2 separate regions of the Solanum lycopersicum genome follow, and region 2 is linked to region 1. The links are chromatin contacts, called in public HiChIP or PLAC-seq maps. All regions are on one chromosome and are shown on one strand. Each heading gives the region's core, a stretch centred on a gene start, on an enhancer-like site or on the middle of the called end of the contact. The rest is flanking DNA. Distances are from core to core; before and after follow the strand shown.

The links. HiChIP or PLAC-seq counts read pairs in DNA pulled down with a chosen protein or histone mark.
Region 2: an RNA polymerase II HiChIP or PLAC-seq map of leaf shows a contact between it and region 1, with 6 times the contacts expected there. The contact joins the enhancer-like site here to the promoter of LOC101254785 in region 1. A contact is called at or near these places in 5 of 8 Hi-C or Micro-C datasets (leaf and leaf mesophyll) and 1 of 1 datasets of contacts at active chromatin or transcription factors (leaf).

Annotation. Positions count from the first base shown.
Region 1 is chr4:43,850,320-43,856,044 of SLM_r2.1, reverse strand. LOC101254785 (two-component response regulator-like PRR37) reads left to right here and starts at 2,127. Exons shown (of 9, transcript XM_069297134.1): 1 at 2,127-2,518; 2 at 3,514-4,008. The coding sequence starts at 3,651.
Region 2 is chr4:44,025,031-44,030,755 of SLM_r2.1, reverse strand. It overlaps LOC101254478 (probable adenylate kinase 6, chloroplastic), which reads left to right. Exons shown (of 4, transcript XM_004237484.5): 4 at 1-208. Among protein-coding and RNA genes, the nearest start is that of LOC101254478, 11 kb to the left of the region's middle. Within about 2 kb of position 3,040, at least 2 of the 2 cell types and tissues checked have open chromatin away from gene starts, as enhancers often do. A contact at or near this core is called in leaf, where this site is marked.

The DNA.
Region 1 (5,725 bases), core at 878-3,377:
AATAAAATGGATGCAATAACCTGTTGGATTATCCGAGTGAAAGTTTTACATGTACAGAGGTCCATAACTTAGAAGAAATTATGGATACGACAAGAAAAAACAATGTTAATGATGAAGTTGAAGATGATACTATACTAACCTTTGGAACCAGTTACACGTAAGGAAACACTTATCTCATCTAGAACTCTTCACAATTTTCCGGTGCAATTCGAAAAGACTACACCAAAGCTCTTGAATGCAATAAGAATAGTTAGAGATGAGCTTTAAGTAGATTTAAATTTTAAGGAAAAAAAGAAAATAGTATAATAATATTTCACAAAATTATTTTAGATATATTTGTACTTTTAAAGAATTACTAATTTATGATATTAACAGGACCATATATTTATATAGGGTCTTGTGAAAATATATTATCTAATTATCTTATAGAAATTTGTGATTTTTTCCATTGGCCAAGTCGAACCCGAAAAAATATTATTTTAGAGAGATTATTACTTTACCGAGTATTAATTTATAGAGATTTTACGATAATACAAAAAATTTATTTTATATGGAACAAACTAAATGAATCATTAACTATAAATGAAGTACCAAAAATACTGCTAATAACTATTTTGGATCGTCAATTATTTCTTTATGGTAAAAAATTGATATTTGAAGCTTTTAAGTATGCTTTAGTGACGAGAGGATTAATGTTAAATACTAATACCATATCTTAATATTTTCTGATAACTAAAGGTAATAATTTGTAAGTAATACTTTAGTACCATTTAAAATGAAGAAAAAGACCCAAAAAAAGTCATTAAAAAATATGATCCCGACCTCAGAGGCATGGCATATCAGTAGCAAATCTGACATATCTATATATTATTGTAAATGTTTTTAAAATGTAATTGTGATGTGAACATATAATATCATTTTGTTAGATGAGACTCGAAAACAAATAAAATATCACAATATTTTTTTTGTATCTTTTTTCTATTAAATAAGAAAATCATTAGATAATTATTAAAAAAGAAGAAGAAGAAGAAGAGGAATCAGGTCTATGAGGATCGAGTTCGGAATTTTGTAAGTAGCACTAATTAGGACTCTAAAGGTATATGATGAAAATATTTTACAGTTTTTAATTATAGGTATGAAAAAAGTTTGATGAATGGGAAGAAAATCAATACTCTTAGATTTTATAGCATTCTCATTTTTTGCCCGAAAGAATGAAGAAAGACTATAAAGTGTTCTTTTAGTTGATCTTAGCTATATTTATATTCTTTTAATTTCGAATAAGTAAAAGTAGATATCTACGTTTTATAAATACAAATTATTCTAGTATATCTCACTTGAATTGTCATATAAAATATATATATCTATTTTTTCAACTTTATATAAATTTAAATGTCTACTTGTATACACCTAAACTTGAAGTTCAGTTTACTTAACATTTATTTTGTAAAATAAAATTCAAATTAAAAACCAATAATAAACTCATTTAAAAAAAAAGACAACTCCTCAAATTAGACGAGACATTAAGATTAGAGAGGATAAATCTCTCTCTTATTTTAAATGCAAAATTGGCATGATATAGAACATTAATATTACTTCCTCTGTCCTAATTTATGTTACATTTTTTTGTTATTTGAGAGTCAAATAATTTAATGCCAAATTGGCATGATATAGAACATTAATTTTATAAAATTTATATATTTGTAAATTACATAAAAAATATTATAAAACACAATAATTGACAATCCAAAAATAACTCGAAGATATAAAAAAATTACTATAAAAAATATAACATAGCTTAAAACTAAAGAAATAATTAATAACAAAGTTAAAATAAAAAACATGTGTTATCTATATTTTTCGTACATATATGTATGGGGTAAAATAGAAAGGCAAAAAGGTGCTCATGGTATGATGGCATGGGGATGCAATTTACAGCAGAAAACCTCTTAGATATTTATTTGGTGACTAGGACATATCCAATTGAAAACAAAGACAAAACAGTAATTTCGGACAAGCGAAACTGTAGGGTCCAGCAGCTCATTGACAACGACTTTATCGGCATCTACCAAATAATAATTGATTAGTTAATACATATTATATATATATATTTAGCCAAATATAAAGCTAATCAGAGAGGGTGCCACGTGTATCTTTATATCGGATCCGAGAAATCAAATAGATCCGCCCTAAACAATGCAGCGCCCGTATTTAGATTCACCTCCACGTCATCAGATCTTGTCCTACGTGTCATCTACGTGGCACCTCGCCTGGCCTCTTGCACCGTCACGTCACCCACGAAAAAACGTCAGTCAGTATTCTTAAAATTTCTTCTTCCTTTCTATCGCCGTTTCTCAACCAGTAAAAAACATACAAAACTCCAAAAATCCCACCCCTTTCATACCCATAAACACCAAACCCTAACCTTATAAGAATGGGATAAAATACCTGTACTAAATTTCCAATTTGTTCACGATTTCAAATTTTTGTTTTCAAATCATACTAGTCTGTTCTCTTTAAGGTAAGTAAAGGTTTTGTGATATGATTCATAATTCGGGAGGATTTCCCGAACTTATTTTCTGAAATATTGTGGATTTTTATTTGTTTTCTTTTTGTGTTTGGTGGGCTGAAGGCTTCGTTTCTGTCATCTTTTGCATGTAAGGATAGGTTTTTATATTTTTGTTTAAAAAAATAACAATGGAAAATTAATTGAAGTTTGGATTTGTATGTTGAGGTTTAGTGGATTTGTATGTTGAGGATTAGTGGATTTCTAAGATGATGAGATGTAGTATTTTACATGTAGTCGTGAAAAGTTCTTTTTGTTTTTAAGATCTTGATTGTTTGACTTGAATATAGTTGAGCTTTATGTTGCTTTCATTTCAGGTTGCCTAAAGCAGTTCAAATGTAATTCATTTCTTTCAAAATTTAATGAGATCTTAGTTACTTATTTTTTAAAATTGAAGTTTACAAAAATCGAAGCTTTTTGATCCTCGATTAGGCTCAAGTTCAAGCTGAAAGTTCTCTAAATCCATTAAATCTGCTCTTATTCTGATGGTGGGGTTTACAGTGGGGGTGTGGGTAAATGACAGAGCATAGGCGGATCTAGGATTTGCGTTTTATTGTGTTCAACATTAAGGTTCTTAGCAATGAACCTATTATATCTTCAAAATTATGGGTTTATAACTACTATTTGTTTCAATTTTATGGATTCTTACATATAAATCTGTGTGGAAATACTAGGTTTGAGGTAAACCCTGTGTAGGTATGACACAGCTGCCCCCGGATGAGAGGAGGTTGTTATTGAGTGCATACTGCATAAGGTCGAGCACTCTCGATCTAGGTTTTTGTTGGGGTTCCATTTTGTTGAAAGAGGGTGCTTTTTCATAGTTTAAGATGCGTGCAAATTTTTGTGTAAGAAAAGCACTTCGGTAGGATATTTGAGTACATAGCTTCCATGTATGTTTCATTATCACTTGCTTATAACTAATATGTTGACGTGCATGGATTTTGGTTTAGGCCTCGTTGAACAGCCGTTTCATTGAAAGGTTGGTACTTGAAGACAACGGTATGTGCAATTTTTCTTCTAAATTAGAGGTTTGTGCGCCAACTCAATCCGCTGCCTTATTCATTATTGGACTTTTTGAATCTGGTTGATGAGGAGCGTTCGGATGGACTCAATTGGTCCCCCAACTAAAAGGTTGGTGGAACTCAACCGTCATAGCATACAGGATGGTCAGAATGGTGTAAGGGATGGGATTACTGGTGATGGACAGGGGCTTTCAGAAGAAGATGAGTCAAGGATTAATGAGGATGTCGAAGGTGGGAATGAAACACAGAGGGATTTGTTACAAGTGCAGGCTGTTTTACAGACACAGCAGCAACAGCCCCCAGGGCCTTTGGTTAGGTGGGAGCGTTTTCTTCCTCTTAGATCCCTCAAGGTTCTGCTGGTAGAAAATGATGATTCAACTCGTCATGTTGTCAGTGCATTGCTGCGAAACTGCAGTTATGAAGGTTTGTTGTTATTTATTTGTTTCATCAATAATTTTGTGAGTAACTCAACACTGTGAGTTTTTCTTCCATCCAAGCGTTTGGTGTGTGTTCCATATACATGTCATTTATACACTTAAATATGCATATACAATTTCATATTAGCTTTCTACCTGAATTTAGGCAGTTTATTTTTTTCCTGTTAATGATTTTACATATTTTAGGCCATTCTCACGCTGAACTATGATGTTACAGCTGTTAATTTTGAGTTCAATGTTTTATTAAGTTGTTGGCTTTAAAGACATGTGAAGGTGTATATTTCTAAAAGATATACATTTACCAGTTTCAGGAAAAAGAAGAAAATATACATTAACTTTTTTGTCAAACATACAGTGAAACTAAAAATCATACTTCGTTTTCCTTGCCTGGTGCTTCTAGCTGGAGTATTTCCTGAATGGAGTTACTGGAAAATTTTACTACTTGCTCTAAAATTTACTTGACCTTACTATGAGGGCAAAAAGAATTCTGATATATCTAGTATTAAAATAAGAAACACAGCCAGATTGGATCCCAAATAATTTGATTCGTACTATAAGTAATCGACCAACAGGAAAAGTTTACTGTTTGTGCAACTTATCCCAGTCTGTATCCAGTCCCAGTCCTTATCCAGTTGTCTGCTCAATTTTAGAGAGGGTATTTTGACCGTATTCCCATAGAGAAATATGAAACAATCCAACTAATTAATCTTCATGCATTTAATTGTTCTAAAAAATTTGGATTCTTGTCTTATTAGACTTCCATATTGCCTTGTCAATCCAGCCAAAAATTTATCTCATGGATGCAGTAGGCATAACCTTGGTTTAACAAACAGTGTGGTGTTTAGGGGATCCTATTGTTATGATTGCAGACGAAACAGTACAAAGATCTTTTCTGTTCTTCCATTTCTCAACTCTCTCTTTGGTCCAACTCCATGCATCACATGGTATCTTAGCCTTTTGGATTTTTATGATCAAGTGGCAAGGTGATGTGAAATGTATTTTGAACTTTTGGGGATCTTGGGAAAGACGACCTAGAAGACCTTTCGTAATTTACAATACCTTTGTAACTTTATTTTATAATTTTTGATTTTTAGCCGAACCCCAACATCTGTATCCATACCGTGATCCGTACCTCCTAATCTCAAAATTTAGATTTGCTGAATCTGATCGTTGGATTGGCATCTGCATTGGATATCTGCACCCGAGTCCAAGCAACTTAAACAAGAAATATGTTAGCTCCAACAACAATAAGCCTTTAAGCATAGGTAGCTAATCAAAAAGCAAAGGAGGGCTATTGAGCCAGGCTTAGAAAGCCTATGAAATCTACAAAAGAACCTACATGGAGCATAATTAGTCCAACTAAAGAGCAGTAACAATCATGTACCCTTGAGAATGAGATGGGAGCTGGAATTCCATCAAAATATCTTCTATTCCTTTCTATCCAAACACCCCAAAAAAATCCGACTAGGGATCATTTTCTAGATGTTCTTGACGGCTTTGCTGATTCTGCAAGAATTCGAGCTTTCAATTGCTTCCTTTATAGTCAAAGGTAATGCCTAAGAGAGGTAATAATATGAAGTTCCCTGGAAGTATATCATAGAAAACAAGTTCCAAATCGCAGTACATGTGAATGAATAAATTAAAGGAGATGTAACGAATACAAGGTCAAGCCTAACACATCAGATCGGAGCAAGGCCATATAC
Region 2 (5,725 bases), core at 1,791-4,290, 170 kb before region 1:
CATACATGTTGGACATGCACAAGCGTCTATAATGGGGCTCCCTACCTCCTACTCTTCTCTCCCTCACTATTGTATCATATAATGCTAAGGCAACTATAACGATTGTACGGAGTATTTCTTGTCCATATTTGTTCATAAAGCTTAGCAAACCATGTGATTTCATTAAATATTTTGATGATATAGTAGGGGAAATGTTATTTAGATCTTATTACATAGTCTGGTAAGTTCATATGCTCAAATAATGAGTTAGCTCTTATTACATGGTTTGGTATGTTCATATGCTCAAATAATCAGTTAGCTCTTATTACATAGTTTGGTATGTTCATATGCTCAAATAATTAGTTAGCTCTTATTACATAGTTTGGTATGTTCATATGCTCAAATAATCAGTTAGCTCTTATTACATAGTTTGGTATGTTCATATGCTCAAATAATCAGTTAGCTCTTATTACATAGTTTGGTATGTTCATATGCTCAAATAATCAGTTAGCTCTTATTACATAGTTTGGTATGCTCATATGCTCAAATAATTAGTTAATTAGTAGTTTATTGAGTGTAATTAGTTTTTTTTTCTACATTTGAAATAGCTGAGTTAATATTCTAGTTTCTTTTTCTAAAAAAAAATTCGAGTGTTATTGACTCATTTTTTTTTTGGGAGTCATATTCGACTAGCCCAACTAATTTTCACATTGCATGTCCTTATGTTTTTAGCTAGAATTGATAGATTTTTTCTGTCAAACATTTGAATAGTTTTATTACATTATGGCAACAACAACATAGGCGTCGTTTGGTTTGAGTAGTTATGATGCGATAAAGTTATGTTGTGATTAGTTATTCTAGTATTATTTTTTACTGACTGGTTTGTTGTACTAAATATATACTTTCTAAAATAAGTTGTTTGATTTAAAAAATACCTCTTATCTTATTCAGGTACTTGTATATTTTTTTGGTAGAGCTTCAGTTAACTTTCCAGACAATTCAAATTTATTTGCTTTTGTTTTTGTTTCTTCTTTACTGTTAGCTTTGTAGGAATTTGGGTTGTTTCTCTTTATTAGGAACAAAAGAGTCACCTTAATTAGCTTAATTTTTTTTATGTATGAATTCTTATGGATTTTTTGTACTCCACTCTGAAAACCAAAGTCCAAATCTAAGTAGTTTCTTCAAGTTTATTTAAGTTGTATCAGTATTAAGTTGTTTGGATTAGAAGTTAATTAATTATGATATAAATAATTTGTTGTGGCAGCAGAAATAAACTGAAATATGACCAAACCACATTAATTATTATTATCATCTTTTTCATACTTTGGCGTCCAAAACCCTTGGACCAAATGAAAAATCACGGACATTGAGCATTATGATATATTATTATACCATCTGAAGATAGTAATAATTTATCTCAGTATTAATTATTAATTTTGGGATAAGTTATTTTGCACATGCCCACCAAACAAATTAAGCGTCACTATAATTTTATCCCAAAACTATTTGGTATAGGCAATCCCTTAGAGTAATCTCATAAAAATAAAGGGGGAATGGGGTGTGGATCACAACAAGATAAAAAATTACATTTTCTAATTATATATAGGTTTTTATAGGAGTCTTTTTCTCCTCTTGCCTCTCTCCTCACACTGCACCCCCACCCCCCTCTCTCTCTGTCCAGCCCAAACAATTGCAGCCCCAAAAACATTCCACAAAAATATAACAATTGAATTTTGTGTTATGTATCAAATGCATTTGTATTTCATATCAATTGTATTTTGTACTCCCTTTTTTTCAATTTATTGATCCTTCAAATTCGATATTCAACTAAGTTTATCTTTGACCGTAGATACACTTTTCAAATATTTTCCAATTATTATGGCTTATAATACTTTTTTACTTAGTTTGTAAATACATAAATTTCATTTTTAAAAAATTGAAAATTTCATGCATAAATTGCGGGCCAATCTTAAATTGTTTGACATAAATTGGGACAAATTGAGTATTAAGTATCAACTGAATACAATCTTGTATCAATTGTATCATGATAATTGTATTCATCACTACAAATTGTGATTGTAAATACGATTGATACAATTATATTCGATCTATGATACAAATCATTGTATTCAGATAATTATATTTGTATTTTATATCAATTGTATTTATATTTTGTATCAATTGTATTTGTGATACAATAAATACAAATGTATTCATCCCTCCCTCGATTTCGCTCGCCTCTCTCCTCCTAATAGATAGCTAAGTGCATTAGTTTTTAATACAATTGTATTCACTTTGATACAAATCAAAAATATCATTTGTATTAGTGATACAACATGATATAACAACTACAACATGTAATCAACCCCACTCTCCTCTATATCTTAGATCTCACTCGCTTCTCTCCTCCCCTCCTAATCTCGTTTGCCTCTCTCCTCCCTCAACATGTAGCTATAATTCATAAGCTCAAACTGTAATCATTTATTCACAAGCCCAAACTATACTCATTTTTTGAAGTTTCTCCGATCACGTTTGACAAGGGAGTTCTTGGCCCATAAAACTTCACCTGTACAATCCAAAAGCCAAGAGAAATAATTGAGGAAAATAAGCCTCATTAAGCAAATAAATCAACTTGTTCTATCTTTTTATCCATAATGTTAGAAAGGCTTTATCACACAAACCCTGTTAAATATCTAAAATATTCTTATCGTAGCTACTTAACTTAAAGGACAGATAATAATAATTGTCATAACAATTTTATTTTGCGTGATTATCAAAAGAAATATATAATAACCAAGAGCTTATATATATACACGCAAATGCTGCAGACAAGTAAAATCTTAAAGTTAAACAGAGAGCTCAACTCTCCCTTTAATATATTAGTACTAAATTTTGCCTTTTTTCTATTTATTTTTTGGCTGAAAACAGATAAATTATATTCTCTATTAATATGCATCATTACGAGATAGCGACAAGATGCTGCAAGTACTACTCAAGGTAGGGGATTTTACTACATAGTACGTATTACAATTTTCGTGAATAGTACGCGGCGTTTTTAGTGGTCTTTACAAAAACAGTTTCTTCTTACCATTGGAACCATCCGTCATTTTCTTATTTTACTGGCATAATATATTAATGTGCTCTTTAATTTTGGTATGAATAAATAGATACTTAAATTTGTATAAATTGAACAAGTAGACACATGAGTCCTACGTGACACAATACACATAGGATAAAAAATTACATGTAGGATGCAATGTAGGACATGTGTGTCTATTTGTTCAGTTTTATATAAGCTTAACAATCTAATTGTGCACATCGAAAATTTAAGAATATAAAAGTGATTTGAACTCAAATTAAATGGTATATGTATGTATTACGGTATATTTTATCTATATAGGTTCATTATGTCTTTAATTTCTATGGAAGAGATTAAAAAATTATGAACTCTTCTTCCGACATTTTGTGGTGCTAGATTTTGTAGTATCCCCCCCTCCCCCCCCCCCCCCCCCCACAGATTTTGTGTTTATAACTTAAAGATTATTGAATGATGCGAGATACACTTCCATCAAGGCTCAAGGGAATTATTATTTAAGATAATGTAATAAAATGCACCTCAAATTATGATAATAGTTGTGAATTCCAATACTTTCCAACAATACTTTGCAAATAAACTTCGCGTTTTGAGTGATAATAAATAATAATAACATTGAATTTATAATTAATTTTTTTGCTTATATCCTTATATTAAAAATAATGAAAAAATAGGTACTTAAAAATAATATTAGCAATATTTCAACATATATTTGATTATATGTCATTATCACATAACTCAAGAATCTCTAATTAATGAATTACTCAAGAAATAATTAATTCATTTGTTCTTTAATCGAAATTAAAATAAAATAAATAAGAAAATAAAAATATATAAACATAGGCATTTCGTAATAAAAGAAAACATTTAAGTTGCATAAATTATTCAATTATGATATACCTCTTAGGAGAAAATTCAAAATGTTAACATATTTTTTTAAAAAAAAATTACGCTTGAACATGAAAACAATTATAACTTCTGAACTTGCATAATGAATTTCTTCGATTGATAAGTGAGAAATTTCACATTTATATAAAAATAGATAATATGTAAGCTCATACATAGTACTTTTAATTTATAGAATTTAATATAGAATATCAAAATATGAATTCTTGAAATCGAGTACAATAATTATTTTCTGCGCAATGAATATACGTACTATATGTGTGTATGTTCTATATAACCAAAGACAATAACTTTGCACAAACATAAACAACAGACTTTAAAGCACGTACTCAAATTTTTTTTATATCATAAGCCTAAATTAATGAGTGTAAAAAGATATACCAGGATATGTAAAAATAGAATGAAATTGAAAAGAATAAATCGAGTCTACAGGATGAATAATTTCCCCTTGAGAAAACTATTCTCATCAAATACTAGAGGTTTAAATAATTACTTCCTCTAAGGATGAAACGTTTTATTTACCAACTTATTGATACTAAAATAGTGGTGTCAGTAAGTCGATCAATAGGAGGAAAGTACACGAACATTTAATTTTGCGAAAGTAAAAGAAGTAGATCATAATTTTTGTTTTTTAAAATGAGAGGAAGTCCTCCATTTATAGACAACAAAGAGTAGTGTGAACAACTGTTTATTATGCGTTGTTAGAAAGGTTACAACTCTTTGGAAAAGTTTCAACCTTTCGGAAAGTTCACAACCTTTCATAAATTCAAAACATTTCATAAAGTTGTAACTCTTCATTCAAGTCACAACTCTTCATAAAAGTCAAAATTTTATAAAAGTCGCAACTCTTCATTAAAGTCACAACTATTGAAAAAAGTCACAACTATTCATTAAAGTCGCAAATTTTCATTAAAGTCACATCTTTTCATGAAAGAGAAAGACTAGTTTTGAAAATAAATGAATTTAAAAGGAAATTATTGTTTGTGATGACGCTACGAGGTGGGCCTAAGATTTTCTTTTATATAAATACATGATATGATTATTAGGAGTTACATAAAACAAATTAACTATTTATCGTCATATGTACTAGCAAAATATTATATAGTGTTTTTCAATCAAAATAATATTTAATGTGTTTGAATTGACTTTTTAAAAATAATTTAAAATTTAAAAGCTAAAAGACATAATTTGAGAATTTTCAAATTTTAACGTTTGGATTATTTTTATATATTTTTAACCTAATAGAAAGTAGAAACGAATATTAAAAGTCAAAATCACTTGAAATAAGACAATCTCAACAATATTGTAGTATTTGAATAGATGAAATATTTTTAAACACTTATTTTGAGTTGATATAACAAAATAACTTAAAATTATAAATTAAAAATCTTAATTTATGACTTTTGATTTATAGGTCATAAGTAATAAATATATCCAAACTAGCTCTTCGTTCTATAACTTTGCAAAATACGAAAATAAATAATATAAAAATGCCATGACATGGTAGACATTGAAATTTATTGGATTCTACAAGATATATTCAATTTCAGTTAGAGTTTTTGAAAACTATTCAATCTTAAATCATAATCTATGCTTAAATAAAGAGTATTTACTCAATTTACTTGAAGAGACATCCTAAATATCCCATAAATTTTTTGGATATTCATAATATCAAAATCTCAAATCTTTCATAAACCCTTGGATGTCATAAAATAAAAATATCAAATGTCACATAAACTCTTGGGT